Regions from separate parts of the Mus musculus genome. Here regions 1 and 3 are each linked to region 2. The links are chromatin contacts, called in public Hi-C and promoter capture Hi-C maps. All regions are on one chromosome and are shown on one strand. Each heading gives the region's core, a stretch centred on a gene start, on an enhancer-like site or on the middle of the called end of the contact. The rest is flanking DNA. Distances are from core to core; before and after follow the strand shown. Region 1 holds the start of Fgd3 (FYVE, RhoGEF and PH domain containing 3). Region 2 holds the start of Phf2os1 (a long non-coding RNA gene). Region 3 holds the start of Bicd2 (BICD cargo adaptor 2).

Region 1 (3,053 bases), core at 217-2,716, 440 kb before region 2:
CACGGCCCTTCCTCGGGGGACACGGACTTTCCTCAGGGGACACGGCCCTTCAGGGAGTGAAGCAAAAGGCTCTGGGCCAGGCACAGACAGCTCAGCAGTGGAGATTCAGGCAGGGACTAAGATTCTTTAAGGACTTGCCTAGGCTAGACCTCATTCTTTACAATGCCTCTAACATACACACCTCTCCATTTTATGGAAGAAGAATCGAGAACCTTGAGCAGTTCCATCATATACATATACACTCATGCGTGCATGTGCACATACATATACATACATATACACAGAAAATGTTAACTAGTTAAAACAAGCATTTAGAGGATTGAGCAGATGGTTCAGTCCAAGCATGAGGAAGTGAGTGCAATCCCCAGCACTCATGGGAAAAGGCTGATGGAGGCAGAGACAGAAGGGTCCCTGGCAGATCGCTGGCCAGCCAAGCTAGTCATGTTGATTAATCCCAGGGTGAATAGCAATAAATGCCAAAATAACAACAATAATAACAGTAACAACAACAACAACAATAATAATAATAATGTGGACTGCAACTGAAGAAGACATTTAGCTTTGACTTTTGGCCTCCATATGCATGCACGCACACACACACACACACACACACACACACAGAGAGAGAGAGAGAGAGAGAGAGAGAGAGAGAGAGAGAGAGAGAATTCAAGATTAGTTGATGCAATGGTGCACAGTAGCGATCCCAGCATTTGAAAGACTGAAACAGTGTAAATTCAAATGAGTTTGGACAACACAGAGAATCCAAGGCCATCCTGGACTACTTGGTGAGACTGTCTCAACAAAACCTAAAACAAACACAAAATTTAGGATAGATTAAGAAGACATTACTGAAATGGAGTCAAATTTGCAGCCTATATGCATGTTAGGCTAACCCCCTGCCCCATTATTTATTGACTTCCTGAGATAATGAGGGGACTTTCCCCTGAGGGCTGCCTGGAAGAGGCAGAGCTTAGCCCTGCTGGGGCAGTCCTCATCAGCCAGATAACCAGAAGTTCCCTCAGGTCTCTTGGAGTCACCGTGAAACAATGTCACTGGTGGGGTATGTTTCTTCCAACTTTCTGTAGTCACCAAGGTCTGTCTGGCCTGGGTCACCTGTCCCCTGATGGATCCTCTTCCCCATAGACAACATCAATCTCAGGTCTGCTCAGAGGAGCCCACCAAACCAGATGCAGGAGGTGTCTTTACTCAGTGACTTGTTAAACCTAAGCTCAGCCCTGGCTGCTACTGCAGAACCTGGTAGGGCTGAGCCAGGTCGAGTAAAAGGATTACGCTTTCGAAGTCATCCCACCACAAGCAGACCAGGCCCTTCAGGACCAGCAGACCAACCTCCTCTCACGTTGCGTCATCGCTACGGAAATGCAAATGTGCCACTGTTTTGTGACCAATATTGCAAAAATTAGAAAGAGGAAGTTGGGTTTTGTTCTTGCATGAGTTCAGCCCTGGGGGAGATGCAGACTGGTCTTGGAAGAAGGGTGAGTGGAGATTGGCTCCTGGGATCTTTGCAGAATCCTACAGTGTTTGTCTTGCGCTGTGAAGGGGCTTCGTGGCGGGTGGTAGGAGGTTACTAGAAACCAAACAGGAACCATTCAAGGGAGACAGATGTTTTCAAAGCAGGAAGTTGCTGTGGCACGGTAGCGGTGTCTCTTTTCATGCTGTTGTCTTTCAGTGGCTCGTACTGGTGAGAAGATAGGGTTGCTATGGGTGGGCATGAGAAGAGTTCGCGACTACAGAGTCCTGGACGTGCTATTGGCAGGTGGGGCACAGCTCACACTTAGGCTATGGGCAGTCTGTCGGTGACTACTGTGGTCCCTGGGAGGCTTGGGGGGGGGCACAGATCCAAGGCTGACCCCACCCAGTGTGCCTTAGTGGGGAAGAAAGCATGTCTTTTTCTGCTTAAGCAGAAGAGGTGGTCCCAGGGGATGATTTAATGGAGGCTAGGCCTTCGCATCCCATGTGGTTCTGGAATCTTCTCCAGTCTACAGTTTAGATATTAACAGATATGTCTGTCTAGCTGGGCACTGCTAGGAAAGAAAACTAAGCCCTCAAAGGACTCCTTGGGACCCCCAGGGCTTCGCCTGGGCAGCTCTGGGTAGTGGTACAGCCACTTAGGAGGCTGGCAGCCATAGAGCAGGCGCACGGCAGCATGGATAGAATGATATGATTATGATAACACTATGATACTATATGCCATGCAGAGTAAGCAGAGGCATATTTGAAAAGCCGGACTCTAGGACCTGTGGGGAGTGAGGCAGGAGTCACTGTCATTGTGGATGACAAGTCACTTGCCATTTTTCTGGGAGTCCCTGAGTGCTAGGGAGGATGAGCAGCTATAGGGGGATAGGGAGGGGACTCTGGTGAGAAAGAATGCCAGGGACAGGGTGATAGGCAGACTCTGCCTTGATTTCCCTTTCTGTAAAGTGAAGTCAGAATGATGCCAAGCCACACTGAGGTTTAGAGCTTACGCAGCTCTGCCTCATTTTAGATTGGTCCTACCTAGCCGGGGGTGGTGGTGGTAGTGATGGTAGCACACGCTTTCAATCCCAGCATTTGGTAGACAGAGGCAGGTGGATCTCTGAGTTCCAGGCCAGCCTGGTCTACAGAGCAAGTTCCACAACAGCAGGGCCACACAGAGAAACACCATCTCTTGGGGGGAAAAAAAACCAAAAACAAAGACTAAAATTGTTAGCCATTTGTGTGTGTGTGTTGAGGCATGTGTAGGGAAGCCAGAAGACAGTCTCAGATGTTATTCTCCAGGACCTGTCTATCTGGTTTTTTAGACAGGTTCTCTCATTGGCCTAGCTTGACACGTGGTTTACTGAGACTCTCCCCAGCCCCCATTTGGGTGAGAGATGAAACAGGCACAGAGCACTCTGCCAGCTCATCCCAGCCCCCCCCCCCCCGCCCAAAGTCTGTGAATGGACTAGCTGGTCCCCACATAAGCTCTCTGAGCTGATAACACACACTGTGCTTGGTTTGGGGGTGGGGCCAGCTCTGGCAAGGACAGGAGGAAGTGGTTTGTCTCAACTGGGCTG
Region 2 (3,107 bases), core at 276-2,775:
CTTCTGCTGAATGACAACTGCACCACCTCTTGGGGAGAGTGCCTTAGGTAACAGGGCAGTGCCTACCCCACCAGGACACATGCCTGGTGACAGGGACAGGGGATTAACAGCTGTTTCTTGCCTTGTAAGGGGAAGGACCATCCAGTACAGAGGAGACCCAAGGGGACAGCTGGAGTTCAGGCAGGTAGCTTGAAATGAATTCATTGTGTACAGGTTGACGGGGTAACCTGTCTGCGCCCCCCGCCCCAATTTCCTATCTCCCCTGCCACATGTGTGCCCTTAGGTTACACAGTGCTTGCCCTGGTTCGGATCCTGATTTGTGGCCCTGGGTTTACCTATTTGGGAAGGGTGGGGGTTGGTTGAGGGCAGATTCCATAACAGGCTATCCTCTGAGTTGCCAGCAATGGAGCTGATTGGCAGCCGCACTCTGGGCAGGGATAACTGGGACTCTGCCTTGTCAAGGTAAGCAGAGGTCTGAAACTCTGGAATGTATCTGCAGAGACTAGCATCTCCACGTATTGTGTGGGGACAGGCAAAGGGGAAGCAGATCTAGCAGACAGCTTTCTTCCTAAATATATGGCCCTGCTCATCAGGGTCGACCTGGGTAGGGGACAGAGAAGGACCCTCATTCATATCTCACCAACCAACCAAACAACCAACCAACCAACCAACAAAAAAGCTCTAAGCAGGACAGGTGAGACCAGGGAGCCAGTTCAGAGCAAGACTGCAGGGGCGAGAGCGACAACATAACCCCTTGTCTTCCCCAGCAGTCCTGTGGCTCAGTTGCGACTCACTGGACTGTCCTCCGCTCCTAAGGTCTGTGGGTCTATGGGTTGTAATAAGGGGTCCTGGGCGGCACCAATCCCAGGTAAGCTGTGTCCTACAACAAACAGTTCACTCTCGGGTCCCCTGACTTTTGCCGGAGCATCGGGAAAGTTCACCGGATCGTACGAGGAAGCAAGGCAGCCCCCAGCTAGAAAGAAGGGGAAGGGGAGGTTATTCAAAAGCCAGCAACTCAGTCGCAGTTCGGGATGGGAGGGAGGCTGCCGGGCCCAGGAAGAGGAGGAAGATCCCCCTGTCCATCCCACTTCGGGGTCAGAAGAAAGTTAAGGCCAAGGAGTTGCTTCTGGCTAAGGCAGGGCTGTGCGAACTGTGTTCACGTAGTCGGGGGCAGGGGGCTCCGCGGCTCGTCTCCCTGGGAGTCCCGGGGCCACCCTCTCCCGCGGGGTGCCCCCGAGCCCGGCTGCTGGCTCCCCCAGGCCCGCGGCCCACCTTCTACCGCGGCCCGCCTTCCCGGCGGCGGGAGCGGGGCCCAGGCCGGCGGGCGGAGGCGGCGCCACCCGGGGCGCTGACGTAGCGGCCGCTCGGCGGCCGGGGGTCCCTTCGGTGGGGCCGCGGCTCCCCGCCCGCCGCCCCCGCGCGTCCATTCGCTTTGTGTCCCGCGCGCGGCCGGGCCCCCCGCGCACTCTCAGCCCTGCGCCCCGCGGCCCGGCGGGCGGCTCCCGGCGCGGCCCCAGCAGCCCGCGCCGGCATTGTGTGGACGCGCCCGGCCGCGAGCGCGCGCGCGGGCCCTGCCGAGCGCCCCCGGCCCCGTCCGCTCCGGCCGCGGCGCCCGCGCCCGCCGCCCCCGCCGCCCTCGCCGCGCGGCCCCCGGCCCGGCCCGGCCCGACCCGGGCAGCGCAGCGGCGGGGCGAGCGGCGGCGCGGCAACATGGCGACGGTGCCCGTGTACTGCGTCTGCCGGCTGCCCTACGACGTTACCCGCTTTATGATCGAGTGCGATGCCTGCAAGGACTGGTTCCACGGCAGGTGAGCGCGCCGCGGCCCGCCCGGCCCACCGAGCCCCGCGCCCTGGTCGCGCGCCCCGGGCCCCGCCGGGCACCGCAGCCGCGTTCGGCCGCCGGGCCGCGCGCCCTTTTGTGCCCAGGGCGGGGGCGTACGGCCGCCGCGCACAAAGCGAGGCCCGTGGCCGGGGCGGGCGAGGGGCGCGGGGAAGTTGGGGCTCCGGCCGCGATGGGGCTGGGACCCGGTCGTCTGACAGCGGGGCCGCAGTGGCCGCGGAGGCCAGGAGCCGGACGAGGCCCAGGCCCGGGGCCCCCGCCGCCAGCCCCCTGCGAAGTTGCAGGAACTTTCCCCGCGCGGGCTCGGGGCGGCCGGGCCGGGAGAGGCGGGCGCGCGGCCCGGCGCGGGTCCCCCGAGAGGCGCGACTGGCGGGCTCCGGAGCTGGCAGGGCTCGGGTGGACCGGGGGAACGGTAGCGAGGTAGCGGCCAGTGCCCCCCGTCTGTGCTGGATCCCGGGAACCCCCTCGGGACTGTGTCCTGGCGGGCAGGACCCCACCGGGGACCCCGCGTGCCTACTGGCTCGGGCCGGCCTGCGGGCCTAGGCGGGAGTGCAGTGACAGACCGACGTGAGTGTCTGTGTGTTGGGGTGGGGGTGTTGTGGCTTGGCCGCTCATTTCCTGGCCTGCTCGGCTCCCCATTTCCCTCCTCTCTGCTTCAGGCAGAGGAACCCCAGTTTTGACATGACCTTATGCTCTTTAAGGAAGATGGGGAGGAGGGAAAGAGGTAAGCTTGGAGATACTAAACCCGCCCTCTGGGCCCTTGCCGGTGGCCATGACCTGGCCTTGTGTCTACTTTTTAAGAGCCTAAGTCCCTTCCTACTTAGAAGTAAGAGGAGGAGAAAGAGGTGATCATCCTGCTTAAACTGCTCCAACAGGTTCTCTTGTGTTTGACTTTGCCTGTGGGATGTGCTTGGGCCTCAAGAGGGCTGGCCTGAAGCTGGACAGGTCTGTCTGTCCCCTGGGTGTGAGTTTTTAACAGCGAGTAGCAGGCTGGAGGGAGAGAACGGTGTGTGGTTCTGGACCGTCCCTGACCTTCCTTCTAGAGAGAAGACCCTTCTGATATCTCACATCCAGGATCTTTAGGGAGTCTTGAAAAAGAGCTGTGGTCTCTGGTCTAGTCATCTTTAAGTGTTGGGAGCTAGGTGGCCAGGATTTGATGGGCCTTCTCACATCTGTAGGCCCTGGGACAGAGGCCCACTCTTGTAGGGCAACCTGGCTGGCCTTACGAGGGGTGGTCCTGTATGGCTCACTGGAATCCCTCGAGTAT
Region 3 (3,531 bases), core at 870-3,369, 470 kb before region 2:
ATTCCGCCCATAATAATAATCCCATGAGGCTGACCAATAGAAGTCACCAAAGTTGGGACCAGCTAGCCTGTTTTCACTGCACATAGTACTGAAGAAAACCTGTTAATTCAGAAGAGGACAGTGAGCTTCCCAGGAGAGGTTCACAGGCATTCCATAGGAAGTGGGAAGGCAACCCATCTGTATGTGCAAAGGGAGTGGCACTATAATTAACAGTTGCTACCTGCCTGGAGGACCAAGGAGGGGGGAATGGGAGCCCAGAAGACTAGATTTGGGAAGAGGACACACCCACTCCATATTTTCACTCCATATTTTCTGACCTTCATCTATCACATCACTTTACATGCCCCCCCTCCAGGGGGTTGCCTGCCCCTCCCCCTCCAGGGGTCCCACTCCTTTGGTCAACCCTCTGCCAAATGAAGCCAGGCTTGGGAAAGTTACTAATGTCCTCTGTCAGGCAACAGATTTGAGAATCTGTGTGAAGACTCAATTCCTACCCGCCCAAAGAAGCAGGCACTTCTGGGACTCACCCAGCCCTGCTCTACCCAGACTTTAAGGACTCATTCCCCTAAAAGTCAGAGAGGCTCTCAAGAGTTCAGGCATCTATCCAAAGCTGACTGGGAGCAGAAGTATCAAAAGATGAGCCTGTGATTAATACTCAAGAGCAGAACTGAGTCTCACAGGGAAGGGAAACTGTTGAGATAATCCAACAAGCTACCTGTGTGGCCCCATGCCAGGCCTTTCCAAATATAGAATACTAAAAGCAATACTTCTGGATTGGCAAAGCTGTATTCCTACTTTGCAGAGCTGGAAGCTAAGGTTTGAGGAGAGCTTACCCATGGCTCACCCAAGGCTCACCCATCACAAGCAATAAGAAGGGGTTGGTCCAAACTCAAGTGTGTCCTTCTCCCATAAAGCATTTCCCCCAGTCTCCAGAACAAGGCTGGGGAGTCAAGAAGATGGGAGAGTTACTAATACTTAAATCATCCCAGAAAGCTTACCCAGGTCCCTCCTACTGCCCCTCCCCAAGCTCTTGGCCAGCCTGGGAGTCTAACCTCTCTTCCTACAGTGGGATGACACAAAGTACCATGTTTCCAACAGAAGAACACAGACTCCACGGTGACAGGCAGGCCCTAGGAGGCAGAGCAAGACAGGAAGCGGTCGATGGAAGCCATGCATCCCAGTAGTGGGAGCACCATTAATGAGATGGGGAAAAAGCAGCTGGTTGAGCGATGGATATCGGGAAAGCCGGCCTGTCAAGGGCCATAGGCAACCAGGGGCTGCGACTCACTCAGCCCTGTATCCATCCCTTCCCAGCCTCAGGCGGTCACGAAACCTGATGAATAGCACAGAAAGCAGCTGCTCCAAAATGGGGGGGAAGTGATTTGCTTGAAGGTGACAAACTGTGGTCAACCAACCCCAGGTCCAGCTTTTCCCTGGGGTCACTTGCACGGACAGCCTCAGTTGTAAGGGCATCATCTGCTCCCCACCAACCACACAGACACACCCTAGGCAGCAATAACCATAGCAGGACATCAGTCCTCAACGAAAAGGCCAACAAGGCCTGCAAAGAAAACTAGCGGGTGAGTGGGGCTGCAGGGAGTCTGGACCCCAGCAACCGGACACAGGGCCGAACAGGGTCCCTTCACCGTCACTGCCCGGGACCGCAACTCTAGGTCTCCTGCCCCACCCCTGGTACCTCCCACCACTGGGCAGGGTGACCTTAGCGCCCGAGGCAGGGGTCGCAGCCGACCACTCACCTCTTTGAGCTGCTCCATCTCGCTGCGGATGGCCTCATAGTCCACCTCGAGCTCCTCGAACTGCAGCTTGAGCTGGTGCTTCTCCTCCAGCACCGCCAGTCCATACTCGGCCGCCTGGATCTTCTCACGCGTGGTCTCGGCCAGCTCGTGGGACAGCCGCTTCACCTCGGCGCGCAGCCACTCCGGCTGCGCCTCCATCACCAGACGCGCATACTCCTCCTCCTCCGACGGCGCGGACATGGTGGCCGCGCGCCGAGGCCGGCTCCCACCTTGGCTCCCACAAGCCGGGCCCTCTTAGCCGCCGCTGCCGCCGCCCAGCCCCGACGGCCGCCCGCGCCGCCGCACTGCTCCTCCCTGACGCGCGCGGAACACTGGGGGCTGCAGTCCCACTGAGCATGGACTACACAACCCGTAGTCCCTTGCGCCCACCTGGTCCGCGCTTGTGATTGGTCTAAATCTCAAGGGGGCAGGCGCCTAACGTGACGCAAAGCTACGTCTCCCTTAGCATTGTGGGAGATGTAGTCCTATTTTACGCTCACTGCTTTGCCCGTTGTGCTCTGTACCCGCCTGGCTCCAATCGTTGATTGGCGGGCGCGTCTGACGTGACAAAAGTAGGGGTGCCACCGACCCCAGCCCAGGGACCCGGCAGCCACCCGGAGAACCTCAAGCCTTCCGCTCCCAGCCTTTGTGGAGTAAGGTGATCCGAGCTGTGGATATCACGAGTAAGATTCGCGTCCTGAAACGTCAGAGCATGGCTGGTGAGACTGTGTGGCGCGCGCTTTATGCGGAATTTGAATGACTTGTGGCGGGCCGCGGGCACTGCCAAAAGGATGCCAACAGCCTGACGCTAGGGGCTCAGGGGAGCCCAGGCCCGGATACTACTTCCTCTTGTCCATTGTCCGTTAGGATTTTCTTTCATGGAAATGAAGGCACCTCCGTGAGCATAATGTCAAAGGTGTATTTAAATGTTGTCCGTCCCCCGTTTTCGGCGAGACGTAGCTGTACTCTTCACTATAATTCTAAATAAAACTTCCCTCCTTGCATGGTGATTTGGATATAACAAGCGTGTTGTTCCCTTTCTCACTGCACACACCCCCGCAACACCACACCCTACAGCTGCGGACCACCATCAAACATAGAGGTCAGCTGGAGAGATGGCTAAGAGGATAAAGCTCTTGCTCAGTAAGAGCAAGGACCTATATTTGCGCCCCTAGAGCCCACCTAAAGCACAGTCTATCATCCCAATGTCCCTGAGGAAAGATGGGAGGTGGAAATTGGAGAATCCCCTGAAGCTAGGCTGGAGTATGAAAGACAGGGGCGGGAGAGAGGGGGAGACAAGAAAAGCAGAGATAACCAATCTCAAACAAGATGGAAGACAAAGACTGACAACTGGATCTTGTCCTCTGATTCCCAGTGCATGTGGGGCCTGTGTGCCCACACAGGAACATGAACCCACTTCACACACACACACACACACACAGGAACATGAACCCACTTCACACACACACACACACACACACACACACGCGCGCGCGCGAAAAGAAAATCTAGGATCAACACAAGAATTGCATAGTAAATCAACTTGGTGTGGTGGAACACACCTTTAATCTCAGCACTTGGGAGGTAGAGGTAGAAGAATTTCACGGCCAGCCTAATCTACATGTCAAGTTCCAGGCCAGCCACGACTAAATAGAGAGACCCTGTCTCAAAAGAGAGAGAGAGAGAGCGCTGTATAAGTAAATGTGTTATTCCTCCTTCTCTTTGGCCAACCAGC

What was found. Promoter capture Hi-C pulls out the DNA fragments that hold promoters and counts their contacts. A called contact is a pair of places that touch in the nucleus more often than the background predicts.
Region 1: a Hi-C map of CD8 T cells shows a contact between it and region 2, with 1.8 times the contacts expected there. The contact joins the promoter of Fgd3 here to the promoter of Phf2os1 in region 2. A contact is called at or near these places in 2 of 39 promoter capture datasets (hippocampal neurons and pre-B cells), 3 of 484 Hi-C or Micro-C datasets (B cells, CD4 T cells and CD8 T cells) and 2 of 115 datasets of contacts at active chromatin or transcription factors (memory CD8 T cells and thymic regulatory T cells).
Region 3: a contact with region 2 is called in a promoter capture Hi-C map of pre-B cells, with 5 times the contacts expected there. The contact joins the promoter of Bicd2 here to the promoter of Phf2os1 in region 2. A contact is called at or near these places in 5 of 39 promoter capture datasets (the C10 cell line, liver, neural stem cells and 2 more), 1 of 484 Hi-C or Micro-C datasets (LSK cells) and 1 of 115 datasets of contacts at active chromatin or transcription factors (craniofacial prominence).

Annotation. Positions count from the first base shown.
Region 1 is chr13:49,307,621-49,310,673 of GRCm38.p6, reverse strand. It overlaps Fgd3 (FYVE, RhoGEF and PH domain containing 3), which reads left to right and starts at 1,466. Exons shown (of 18, transcript NM_015759.2): 1 at 1,466-1,493.
Region 2 is chr13:48,869,369-48,872,475 of GRCm38.p6, reverse strand. It overlaps Phf2os1 (a long non-coding RNA gene), which reads right to left and starts at 1,525. Exons shown (of 2, transcript XR_003950516.1): 1 at 1,273-1,525. Phf2 (PHD finger protein 2) reads left to right here and starts at 1,591. Exons shown (of 22, transcript NM_011078.3): 1 at 1,591-1,808. The coding sequence starts at 1,711.
Region 3 is chr13:49,340,137-49,343,667 of GRCm38.p6, reverse strand. Bicd2 (BICD cargo adaptor 2) reads right to left here and starts at 2,119. Exons shown (of 7, transcript NM_001039179.2): 1 at 1,758-2,119. The coding sequence starts at 1,997.